2 separate regions of the Zea mays genome follow, and region 2 is linked to region 1. A link is a contact called in public Hi-C data. All regions are on one chromosome and are shown on one strand. The core of a region is the stretch at or near the end of the contact, and the rest is flanking DNA. Distances in the headings are between cores, read along the strand shown.

Evidence for each region. Hi-C and Micro-C count contacts between places; a contact is called where the count stands out from the background.
Region 2: a contact with region 1 is called in a Hi-C map of endosperm, with 5 times the contacts expected there. The contact joins the promoter of LOC103633000 here to the promoter of LOC100502335 in region 1. A contact is called at or near these places in 6 of 25 Hi-C or Micro-C datasets (bundle sheath, ear, endosperm and 2 more).

What each region holds. Positions count from the first base shown.
Region 1 is chr7:144,362,949-144,369,473 of Zm-B73-REFERENCE-NAM-5.0, reverse strand. It overlaps LOC100502335 (Beta-glucosidase 11), which reads left to right and starts at 2,767. Exons shown (of 9, transcript NM_001196813.1): 1 at 2,767-3,007; 2 at 4,492-4,614; 3 at 4,725-4,800; 4 at 4,914-4,985; 5 at 5,078-5,165; 6 at 5,267-5,859; 7 at 5,975-6,118; 8 at 6,189-6,291; 9 at 6,409-6,525. The coding sequence starts at 2,822.
Region 2 is chr7:144,528,511-144,535,035 of Zm-B73-REFERENCE-NAM-5.0, reverse strand. LOC103633000 (UPF0664 stress-induced protein C29B12.11c) reads right to left here and starts at 2,652. Exons shown (of 5, transcript XM_008654696.4): 1 at 2,011-2,652; 2 at 1,162-1,273. The coding sequence starts at 2,120. It overlaps LOC100285521 (snRK1-interacting protein 1), which reads right to left. Exons shown (of 4, transcript NM_001291645.1): 2 at 5,439-5,476; 3 at 4,810-4,901; 4 at 4,204-4,627. The coding sequence ends at 4,463.

The sequences.
Region 1 (6,525 bases), core at 1,518-4,017:
AGACAGACATCCCCCTGATAAAATTGCTCACATAAGTCGTAGAAGTCCTGAGAAATGACCGGCCAACACTTTTTGAGAAAATTGGTATTAAACCTGTCGGGCCCCGGCGATTTGTCGGAGGGGAGAGCTGCAACAATGCTGTCGATTTCTTGCTTTGTGAAAGGCTCCTCTAACCAATGTAAGCCCTCTTGCAACATAATCAGGCCAGATAGGTCAAAAACATTTTTCGAACAGTCAGAAGAACCCAAGCGACATTTGAAGACATTCCACAAAAAGGTTAGCTTTCATGTCATGATCTAAAAAGAATGACCCACTATCATCAGAGAGCAGCACAATTGAATTACGCCTATACTTTACCGTTGCATGAGCATGAAAAAATCTAGAGCAAATATCCCCCTTGGTGACCCATTTGATGGAAGCCCGTTGTTTCCAATAGATTTTCTGAATTTGGAGCAGATCAGCATTTTTGGTTTGCAATAGCTCCCGAAAATTCCATTCTTCAATCGAAAGGACGCGATGTTCCTCAATAATGTCAATGAACTCTATAAGCAACTTAATTTGTCTCACTGTTTTATCAATGTTTGGCAGAGACCGCTGCCAATCCTTGAGGATCTTCCTGGTGTACTTGAATTTTGCTGTTAAGTTTTTCACTTTGTCTGCAAGAGTTGGCTGGGCAGTCCAAGAATTTTGAAAGACAGTCATAAACTCCTCAAAATGAAGCCAGAAGTTCTCAAACCTAAAGATCTTGGGCCTAGGGACCTTAGACTTGAAAGAAATCAGACAAGGAACATGATCAGAAAAAATCCCTGGGCAGCGTCGTTGCGTGGGTGTCCGGGTAAAAAACCGACCATTCTTGCGAGATGAAAAACCAGTCAAGTCTCTGAAGGAGAGGCTCCCTTTGCCTGTTCGACCAAGTAAAGGAAAGACCATGAAGGGGGATTTTTAGCAGGTCAAGCTCACTAATGGCCTCATTAAATTTCAACATCAGATTAAGATCCCCCTGCAACGTTTCTGTTTTCAGGCCTACGAATGAGATTAAAGTCCCCAACAATCAGCCAGAGCTTTTCCGAGGGCATATTTATAGCAGAGAACCAGTTAAGGAATTCGACTTTCCCATGCGGAGTACAGGGCGCGTAAATATTAGTGACAATCCAGGATTCATTGGACGAATTAGCATGGAATTCAACCGAAAGAGGATAATCATTCTGAAAAATAACAGTGCCCACCAACTTAGCGCTATTCCAAACAGTAATGAAGCCACCCGAATTTCCCACCGAGGGAACAAAAGCGAACGCATCCAAGGAATTGGGACAGAATTTTCTTAGGTCAGCCCTGTAAAAAAACTCCTTGGTCTCCTGCAATATCACATCTAGAATCCCTAATCGCGCAATGAATACCATTCCCTTTAACGACCGAATTGATCCCCCGGACATTAAAACTTAAAACGGACCAATCAGAAAAAGTAGCAGAGTTGTAACTATTCATCGGGGGAATGATCTGGTTCGTCAACGAAAAGAAACCCAAACCCAAAAACAGGGTGGGCGAAAAAGTGTTTGTGAGAACCGAACATAGCGCAGCCAGAAACCACAAAGTTTGTCGCCACAACAACCAGCCAAAAGCGCCCGGGCCGAAACATCCAAAAAGCCTGGTGAAGAGAAGTCATGCAAAATCTCCACATCCGGAGCAGCACCATCAAGTTAGTTGTCTTCATCTGTGGAATCTTGGTTCTGATCCTCCTTGTCTCCTTTCCCGGGTTTATTGGGACCCACACAACCAGAGGGATTAGTTACATGAACTATCCTACCAATTTACGTCTCACTAATCATCAAAAATAATTAAATAAAACTCATATAAATTTAATCTTCCCGGCGCACGGAGGTCTAGAAGAAATGGGGACGAAGCCCGATCCGATCCGATCCGCACCGGATGGACAACATCGCTGGACGAAACCAAGAACGGTTATCGGGTGACCTGGATAGCGTACCCGTCTACGATTTTTGCTGCTGTTTAGTCACGAGTGAGGTCACGTATCTTCTTTTCTTTTTTGGTCGTGGGTGGCTTAATTCGTATCCTAGCTGATAAATGAAAACCTAGCTAGCAGCTGGGCCAAGTGACGGGATACGTTGTCGATCGTAGCTGAGGAAAGAAGAATTTGAACTCCGTCTTCTAGATAGAAGCATTGGTGAAGTCTCGATCCGGCCGGGTAAAAAAACAGCTGGAGGAGTGGACTAGAGGCGCCTGATCGAGCTGTCTGTCACTCTGTCTCTGGAAGAGACCGGCGGCGCCACCTGCACTGCACTGCACTGCACAAAACGCCCGGTTCCCTGTTCAGTGCTGTCACACGTGGACGCTGGACAGCGAATGTGCATCTGGCGCAGGGACGCTCTCTACTCTCTGTCTCTGATGAGGCCTGAGGCTGCTCGATACACTTGCACTGCACGCGCCGGTACGCATACGTCTCAGTGTCTCACCCGCGCCGATCGAGCGAAGCAGAAGCGCCAAGGCAGCCGACGCGCATGGGGAGGACGGACGGCAACGCAACGGTGTCGCCACGTGCACAGCCGCTAGCGAAACCGGGCAGGAAGGACCGCAGTAGTATATAGAGACCTCTCCGGCCGGCGCGCGCGACGTCAGCGACGACGTCCGCGCCACGCGGGCGGAACTTCGTAGTTTGCGACGGGGCACGCACGCACGACGCACCCCACGCATTTTCAACTATATAAAAAGCACCCCCCGCGAGCGCGGCCGGCCGGCGAACAGAGGAGAGGAGAGGAGAGACTAGACCCGCTAGCTGAGGCCGGCCGGCGCGCTGGACACGAACATGATGGGGAGAAAGGCGCCGCTCGGCTGTGCTACTACTCTTCTCCTCCTCTTGGCCGCCGCCGTCGCTCCGGCCGAGCTCAGCGTATTAGGCCTAGGCGGCGGGGCGGCGGCTGCCTCGGGCGCGGTCACCCGGGCCGACTTCCCCGCCGGGTTCGTCTTCGGCGTCGGCTCCTCGGCGTACCAGGTACGTCTCGTCGGCGGTGCCCGTAAGTCTGTTGGTTCCCTTGGTGTGGCACGGTCCATGATTTCAGTCAGCTAAGTCTAGGGTTCATGCGTGAGTTCGTATGGTTTCCATGGCGGATTAGATGTGGGCGTGTGCGGTCACGCGCACCACCTAATCTGGGATAAGGGGCTGCTCGGACCTCGGAGCGTGACGACTACGTATATAGCAAAAATAAACTAAATCACGGGATCAGCTATATAAATAGGATAGGATGTATATGGCCCACAACTACTTTAGCTTAGAGCTCCTGTATCAGGTTTATTATTGTAATCTAGGACATGCCGAGCGCACTCGTCTCACTACATGCATGTATGCACCCATTTAGCTTTTTTCAAAACATTAAAATTTTGTTTCATCCATGTGACGCTGATTTTAAAGGTGATCGAGTTGATTTGATCGGTAAAAACTCATGATTACTGTATTTTAAACCAGAAGACGAACACGATATTAGGACCCGGTTTTTTTTAACAAAAGTTTTACCTATTTGTTGAAAATCACGAAGCTATAATATGGAATCCTAGAGATCTTCCCCACCTTTTTTTATTATTTCTGGTGGAAGTGCTGTTTGGTTCATAAAATGTAACGTAAAGGGTTATGGTAATGATTTACACTTGATTACTGATGGTAACAAGTTTGAATAGTTCGGTATCAATTTTAGTATGATATCTAATTATGGTTGGACTAAAACAAACATGATTTAACGTTATCACTTACTCATTACGTTACAAATATGTGAACCAAACGGTACGAGTAACCGTGGCTCACAGGAAAATTTCCCGGTAGCTTAAGTCATTTTTACCAAATCTCTTGTGCGATCAGGCTGTAATAAATAAAATAAAACTATATGCCGATTGCAATTGGCAGCTCTTGCGCAACAAGAAGAGCCTAATAAGCTCCCTTCTAGAAGCATGTATATCTAGGCACTCTGACCAGGACACGTATTTGTAATTTGTACAACTTCCGTTGCATTGGTAGAAGAATCAGTGATCAATTTGTCATCTACGACGCAAAAGCTATGCGTGTAGAAAGCTAAAACCACACTTGCAATCTGGAAAGGAAGGGACCACCAGACAGGCGAGTAGCATGTAACTACCACAGCCGTGATTCCCCAAGATACTAGTGGAGCAGGCCTGCACCTGTTGGTGGTTTCCGCTCGTCCTGAGGTCGATCGCCTTTTCCATCGAAAACAACAGTTTTGGATTTCACTAGTAATTAGTAAACAGGGACATGTTTGTTTATTTGTTCTTTTTTTTCTTGAGGAAACGTTTGTCCACTGCATTCCACGAACCAATCACGGTGTCATTTTCGAAGCCCCGGCCCCGCCCGCCGGATTTCACAATCGATATGTCGTTTTCTTAGCTCGCACTAGCTCAGCACCTATTTCATCTCACTAAAGGCCTACTTCTAGTTGCTTACTAAAGCTCAGCACCTGGTGGCTTGTGCAGGTCGAAGGTGCAGTTGCAGAGGACGGAAGAAAGCCTAGCATCTGGGACACATTCACACATGAAGGCTACTCCCTCGACAACGCCACAGGCGACGTAACTGCGGATCAGTATCATAAGTACAAGGTAACCTTCAAAGCGACAGATAGTGCTGATGAAACCACTTCCAGGATTAATCAAGAAGGCGCCCTCAGCTAACAGGTACAGGCACTTCACGTTTTTTTTGTTTATAACAGGACGACGTAAAGCTTCTGCATGAGATGGGTGTCGATGCCTACCGGATGTCGATTGCCTGGCCTCGACTTATCCCAGGTAATAAGGCCATGAATACTGAGACGCAACATGTATTTAGAAAATGCGGTTCAGAAAAGTTGGGGGGCTGTCGTTTCTTTCTGACTTGTCTGCATATATAACCTGAATATAAGATGGTCGGGGAGCCGTGAATCCGAAGGGGCTGGAGTACTACAACAATCTCATAGATGAGCTCCTTAGCTACGGTATTTACTGTACTGTACTTAAACTATATATCTGATCTGCTACAATAATGCAGCTGATCTGATCTGCTACAACAATCCCATGCTTCATGTAGGAATACAGCCTCACGTGACGATATACCATTTCGATTTCCCACAGGCTCTTCAGGACGAGTACAGCGGGCTGATCAGTCCCAGATTCATGTATGTACTTATTTATTTCGCAGTTCCGATCCCGTGGCCTCTCCTAAGCTAAAGCTAGTACTTACTCATCTTGCCACTTTCAATCTTGATGACGCGCGCAGAGAGGACTTCACGGCGTACGCAGACGTGTGCTTCAGCAACTTCGGCGACAGGGTCAAGTACTGGAGCACCGTCAACGAGCCCAACGTCGAGACGATCGGCGGGTACGACCAGGGAATCCTGCCGCCGCGGCGGTGCTCCTTCCCCTTCGGCTTCGGCTGCGAGGAAGGCAACTCCACCACGGAGCCATACGTAGCGGCGCACCACCTCCTGCTTGCGCACGCGTCTGCGGTGTCCCTGTACAGAGACAGGTACCAGGCTGCGCAAGGAGGACGGATCGGACTCACCTTGCTTGGTTGGTGGTACGAGCCTGGGACGCAGACTCCCGACGATGTCGCGGCAGCCGCACGGATGAACGACTTCCACATCGGATGGTTCATGCATCCTATGGTGTTCGGGGACTACCCTCCGGTGATGAGGAGGAACGTCGGGTCCAGGCTGCCGACCTTCACGGACGAGGAGGCGGCGCGAGTGAGGGGGTCTTTCGACTTCGTCGGATTCAACCACTACATCGTCGTCTACGTCAAGGCTGACCTTGGCCGCCTAGACGACCAAGTGCGAGACTACATGGGCGATGCAGCCGTGAAGTATGACAGTAAGAATCTCAGCAGGGCCTTTTTGCTTTGCTTTTGTCGGCCGTGCGTGCTCCAGGCCAGGATCCCTTCAACTGGAACCACGGTTCGTTCGTTTTTTTTTTTTTTTTTTTGCAGTGCCGTTTCTCAAGTCACGCAACCAGTTCCCGTTCGGCGCCTTGACGAGCGACTTCATGACGTCCACCCCCTGGGCTCTCAAGAAAATGCTGAGGCATCTCCGGGTGACATACAAGAACCCTGCAGTCATGATCCATGAAAACGGTACTAAATAATGATACCCCTAAAGTATGTTTCGTACGTTGCTGCTCGATCACGCCTCAAATCACTTCAGGAGCTGCCGGACAGCCTGATCCATCCGGCGTGAACAGCTACGACGACGAGTTCAGGTCACAGTTCCTGCAGGACTACATCGAGGCCACGCTTCAGTCCATCAGGCAAATACATCAGCTTTGGCTGCAATGAACAACCTTCTCAAGTTGATACGATGAGCTAATCGATCTGAAACCGGTGCCATCGTTTGCTCTGAAACCTCTTGTTGTGTGCATACACAGGAACGGATCGAACGTGCAAGGCTACTTCGTGTGGTCGTTCCTGGACGTGTTCGAGTACCTGTTCGGCTACCGCCTCCGGTTCGGCGTCTACGGCGTCGAGTTCAACTCGACGGCAAG
Region 2 (6,525 bases), core at 1,403-3,902, 170 kb before region 1:
TGATATTGTGAAGAAACCATTTCTTAGAATCCCCAACATGTAATGTAACCTTGAATCAGGCAAAAGCACCTAGGGATTTTTTTTTAAAAAAAAGAGAGAACCCGGCAACTAAGCACCTAACAAAATGTGTTGGCAAACGTGACACACGGTAGACGCTACAACCACCAACAATCACCATATAAATTAGACACACTATATCGGTAGACAAAATATTCCGCTACTCGATACTCACCTAGAGCTTAAAGGGCAGTGACACTGTAGCAGCCCACAAGCTCAACAAAAGGCAGGTCACAAGCTAAGGAAGCAACAAGGGCTTCTAAATAAGGAAGTGTCATACCGGTTGCAATTTCATTTAGAAAAGCATGTGCTGAAATCCCACATTGCACTGATATATAAACAATTTTTGCTAATAGAACACATCAATCATTCAAGAAACATCATATTGCTTGAGCACCACCTTGAATGCTTGATTGGCTGATTGCTACAATATTCTCGAATGCCTTTTGGACCTCAGTAATGACATTAACCATGCATAGCAATATAATATGTGATATTAGCAGACACCTCTTTTCAACGAAAGCCCTTTATAGCTAAGAAATGCTTTGAACTAGACTGCCTTTCTTTTTAGTTTTTACTCTTTTAGCTCATTCCATTTCTTCAGTTCGCTTGGCTAGCAAGATACTACGTTCACCTAAATTCTGATTGAGCACACATAAGCATCTGTCTTGTAGGTTGTGCTTTGCCTCCAGGCACTTTGGACAGGATCGGAGAGACTATTTTTCTTTGTAATAACATAGATCAAACAATTTTTTAAGAAAAATGCAGTAAAGCTTAAGAAATGGGTCAATAATACAAGTTATCACGACACAAAGATAATATGGTGGAATTAGCATATGCTGGGGACCTTTTCCTATAACAGCATTACATACTAGACAAGGGTGAACCTCCACATGTGCAAAATCACAAGCTAACAAAAACATGAGTAGAAATTTTATGCTGATTATTAGTGATTATCGTATCATGGTCTGTCAACGGTGTTGGTGCCATTGCACTTTTTTTCCTATCCTTTTTTGTTCTGTGCTTTTGCCCTTGCATTTTGTTCAAATTATATAAGACTGAGAGCAGAAACAAAGAACCAACTTTCAGAATGGCATTACTTACCAGTGGCATATCAAAAGCAAAGAAGTTGCCAACAGGCTTGCTGGCAACAAACACCATCCTTATATTGGACAGGTAAATTGTGCCTTTTGTTTTCACATGACCTCCAGGAGCTCTGATTGATAATAACAAGAGAAGCAGCAGCAGTAGGAAAATATGGTTAGATATGTTTGCCGAGAGCAACTATTAAAAATGAAGCTTCCAATACAAGCATAGGTAATGGGCGAATGAGAAGGCAAATGATGTTCAATCTTAGAACTTATAAGTGACAAAAAAACTATTTTACTACTGATTTTTTTTACTGCTGTTGTAACATATGAAAGATTAATTTGGCTAGACAGTCCCCCCTTCCTCATATAACACCTGATTCTCCAAAATTGTCTAAATAAGCAAATAGATGATGTCATAAAGATCATAAATTAAACTTAAATTGTAGTAATATAATTGCAAAAACATATCGATGAACCAACCAGAATCGTCGCCAAACAAAGGGGCGGTGGCCGGAAGAATGGCCATCCTAGGCAGGACTTGCCCAGAGGAGAACCCTCCGAGGGCTCAATTCCGGCCGGCCGGCCACCACGCCACCTCTAGCGTGGCCATCCCGTACCACCCTCGATGTTGGGCCGACACCACGTCCCCTTCGATCCATTATATTTGACTAATTTCTGCCTCAAAAAACTAAAAAACTAGTCCGGCCATTCCTAAATCTCCATCCGGAATCTGGAATTCATTGTATTCGACTATTTTCCACCCCAATAAACCCTAAAAAGCTAGTCTGGCAATCCCTAAATCCCCATCTGGAAAACGGAATCCCTATCAACATCGCCAAATCAGCAGACGGGGGGTACTCACGACGGGATCTTGTCGACGTGGAACTCGACGCCGTCCCGGACGAGGACGAACATCTCGCCGTAGAACGGCACCGGCATCCCGTTCCCAAACAGCTGCGGGTTCTCCGCCATCTCCCCCTCACCCTCCTGGCCTCCTTGATAGATCGCCGAGCGAAGACAGAGAGGAGGACGACTCGCGGTGATGCTTCTTCGCGTAAAGGGAATGTGGGGTCGGTTGCGTCGTGCTGTTGGAGCCTGGACGCGTGCCGTGCGCGTTGGGCTGACATAGCTTTATAGCGGTTTCGGGCAATCGGACTCTCGTAGCGGCCAGAGCATTCCAGACCTGAAGTATGCGAGTATGAGCTTTCGCATTCGCAGTTTGCTGCTTGATTTGGCCCGGCCCTGCCGGTTGCCGTTCGGTTTAGGGGCCGTTCGGCAGCCCAAGATTGGTTCCAGCTTAGGCCCCGTTCGGCAGACGTGGATCAAAACCAGATGAGTAACCAATCCAGTCCAGGATTGAGTGGACACTTATTTCTGGTCACTCATCTGTTTCTAGGCTGGAAACCAATCCAGGAGGTGGATTGTCCGTGTTTGTTCCAGGCCAAAAATTGAAGGGTTGACTCCAAAACATGTGGTTTCCTTTCTGGCCAACATCAAAACGAACGGTTCTACGTATTCCAAACCAGACTCATTAATTCTGCCTAGAATACGGCCGGGAACGGCCCAATCCGCTCAAAACGAACAAGCCCTTAGGCCTTGTTCGTTTCTGCCGGATTGGTGGGTCGGAACGATTCCTGACCGGATTGCTTCTCTAATTTATATAAACTTTGATTAGCTGGAACGATTCCGGGTGCAATCCGACGGAAACGAACAAGGCCTTAGGAACCGTTCCACATCGGGATAGAGTGGATCCGGGTTGTTTTACTAAATCTTGGCCTGGTTTGATTTCACGTGTTCATAGGCATGGCTCCAATCCAAGTGGAAGAGGCGTACAAAGGTCAAGAATGCCCTGGTTTCATTCAGGATTAATTCTATCCGAACAACCATTTAGGCTTTAGTCCAGTTTTAATCCCAACGACATAATTTCAGACGGAATGGGCCGTATTCCAGGCCAAACCGAACGGGCCCTTACCTGATTTTTCCATGTCAGCTAATTTAGATAATTGAGAATTAGGACAATAAAATTTTAAAATCCAAAATATACTCGCCTTAATATTTTATCGAAAATTTCTGGTACATGAATTTTTTGGGTTTAGATTCAAGTAATTCCAAATTACCTGATTATAGTATTAAACAACAGAGATAATAAATTTGAAGTAGATATTACATGCAATAAAATAATATTTTTTAACAACATGCTAATCTACTTCCGTAGTAACACCACACTACTCACAAGTTTCACACATTATTAAATTAACATTAACCTATATTGGTTTATTTTAAATAATATATTTATATTGTACTAAATCACTTCATGTCTTTATATTAAGAATAGAAGATAAATATTTGAGATACTGCAGGTAGTTCGGGTATCGAAATACATTGCCAGAACTACCTAATGCTTCGTTTGGATGTTGATATTGGAGATGATGGAATTGAACGGGTTAAATACTAAATCAGGTATGATATTGAAATAAGATGCAATTCCAATTTTATTGTTTAGATGTCACTGAATTGGAGTTTAGAATTGTGCGGTCTAATCCCACGCTGTATTGGGAGAGGGTGTTTCTAGCTATAGGCCAATTCCATGGAATTAAGCATCTGATTTTAAATCTCAATTCCATGTGCAACCAAATAATAGAATTTAGGAAAGTTGACTCTAATTCCCAATTTTATGCTCTAATATCTACGTCCAAACGGGACATAAACTAAATTCGAATTTTTACAACCGAAATCGTAATTGAGTATTGTATTCCAAGTTCAGGTACTTCGAATTAAGATTTTATTGGATAATCCGGTTTTGGGGTTTAGATATCAGATATTTTGTCCACCTCTAGTCAGGAGTCAGGACCGAAAATTAGGTCCAGTTTTCCTGTCTTTTATTAATTTGATCATCTTGAACTGTTACCCAGATTATTTAAATAAATTTTAGTCACGTACCTAGTCCTTTCGATCCGATCATCGAGTATACCCGATTTTCAGAAACTTTGATAGAAAATTTCAACAAAACTTCTCCTGAGTTATTATAAATACTAGTGATAGAGACTATGATATAGTAGACTGCCAGAATATAGATCAATCAATAGATTGTGTCCGACACATATACATTAAAAAAATAATTATACAATAATATTAATAAGAATTCTAATATTAATAAAAAGAAGGTTTCGAATAGCATCTACATAGGTTCACTTCTTTGTGTTATGAGTATGATACTACGCAAAGAGCAAAAATTGATTCTAGATGCGAAGTTTTTCGAGAGGCATATCCAACGCATGTTGCAGCTTATGAACAGCTCTTTTGCAGACTGAGCCTCAATGGAAGTGGTCGTCGTAATGAGAATCATCCTGGTGGTACAGGTACAGGCCAAAACCGAACCGTGCGCAGGCTTTGCAGAATGCAGCTTCCTCTGCGGCTGCAACAGCATCTTCCCTGCGCCCCTCATGTAACTGTGCTGTGCCCGTGGCATCTCTGTATGCCTAACTCAAAAAGATGCAATTGCATCAGTTAATATAGACGATTGTTTTCAATGTATTTTAGTTGATTTCAAAAGAAAAAAAAGATGGTGCAGTTAGTGTGAACCATATAATTTGAAAAGTGCCACTTTAAATTTGTGCAGGTACAACAAAACTTCCGTAGAGAAAAAAGGGAGAAAGTTTACCTCTCCATCAGTTCCTTTAAGTATCACTCGATATACCACGGTTACAGTTCCATTCTCAGAATAGATAACATCACGAACTTCTCCACACCAACCTGAACATAGGAATCATCAGTGACTTCTATATGTACACAGACCACAACTTTTGAAAGAAACCAGCATCTAGTTAAACAGCTGCAGAATGTTTCTAGTGAGCACACATGATTGTGATTCCATTATCCCAGTCATAACAGCTGAGATATCCAATAGACATGCATAAAACATCTAAGCTATAGTTTAGACAAACAACGACTTAGGGGTAAAACATTACGCTTATAAACATCTACAAGTCTGTGAAGTGAGGCAAGCTATCTTCAGGTTCTCTAAAACAGGTGTGGCATGGCATAAGGCTATGAGGTGGTTATTTGCACAGCTGAACACAAAATCTGTGAACACACTAACAAAGTAACAATAGCATGCATCCAAAATATGAGCTTGAAGAACCTATGTTGTATGATTACCACATAGGCGAGCACTAAAAACTACTCTATGTTCAACTTAGCATCCAGAAAAGAAGCCTGAAAAAAAAAAATCAAAATTCTGTTCATTGAAAAGAAATCACAAGACAGTTTCAAATCCTAAAGAGAACACACCTGGTGCGTAAAAGCTAAGCATTCTGTTGGCATGGTACCTGCATGATCAAGGTGCAATCAATATGAGTATCCTTAAGCATGGTACATTCTTGACTATTAATTGAGAATTTGGGAGATAAGCATCAGCCACATCCTTAATATAAGTAAAACACTTCTTGTATGTAAAGAGAGAAGCCAATGTTAATGCTTAGCACAAGTAGTGTCAAGTGTAAATGACTGTGTTCTGTGTTAATTCATTCTTTAACAGTCCCTTGTCATCAAGGACATATATCTATAGCATTGCATTTCAAGACAATAGAAGCAGTGTTGGGTGACCAAAGTAATTATACATCCAGCACACTCATGATAGAAGAAATGCTATGATGTAATCAGCATAAGTAAACAGGACAAATGGTTCAGCATGGAGAATGAGGATCTACATATTAACAACAGTTTATCTCGACGTTATGAAATAGAAGAAAGTAGAAATCATGTTATAATTTATTTTTCTGGCTCAAGAGACCGATGGCTACACCAAGATAAAGAGGTTACATTGCATGACTTTACCTAATTCAGTGGCGCTGAAGTAGGATAGTCCATATAGAGTTAATTTTATTTTGGTCATAATTATTAGGCTTGTGTAGTTAGTTATATGGCACCACATTGAAATTTCTACAGTGAAATGAGAAAAATAAGCTGAAGCATCTAAGATAGCAAGTCAGTTGCAATTAAACAGGCCACATAATCAGTTAACCTACTCTCATGTATGCATAAAATTCTATCCAATTAAGACATGGTTTTTATAAGATCAACTCAAAAAGATCCAGTTTAATTGAGGTAGGTCGATTTAAAAAAAGTCAATATAGCTCTATCCGTTATAGAGCATTCCAAGGTCAGAGATACTTTCCTTTTAAACTAAACCAAAGAACAGCGAGTCAGCGACCCAACTTGTTTAAATTTCAGAACTTATTAAACGTTCTATGGAACAATTGACCATTGACTAGGCACATGTTCTCTGAAAAAAACTTAGTGGAAAAACAAGTTACACTGGCAACTCCTGATAATCCATTGGAATGGATACCTTAAATCTGTCAACAATACAGTAGCA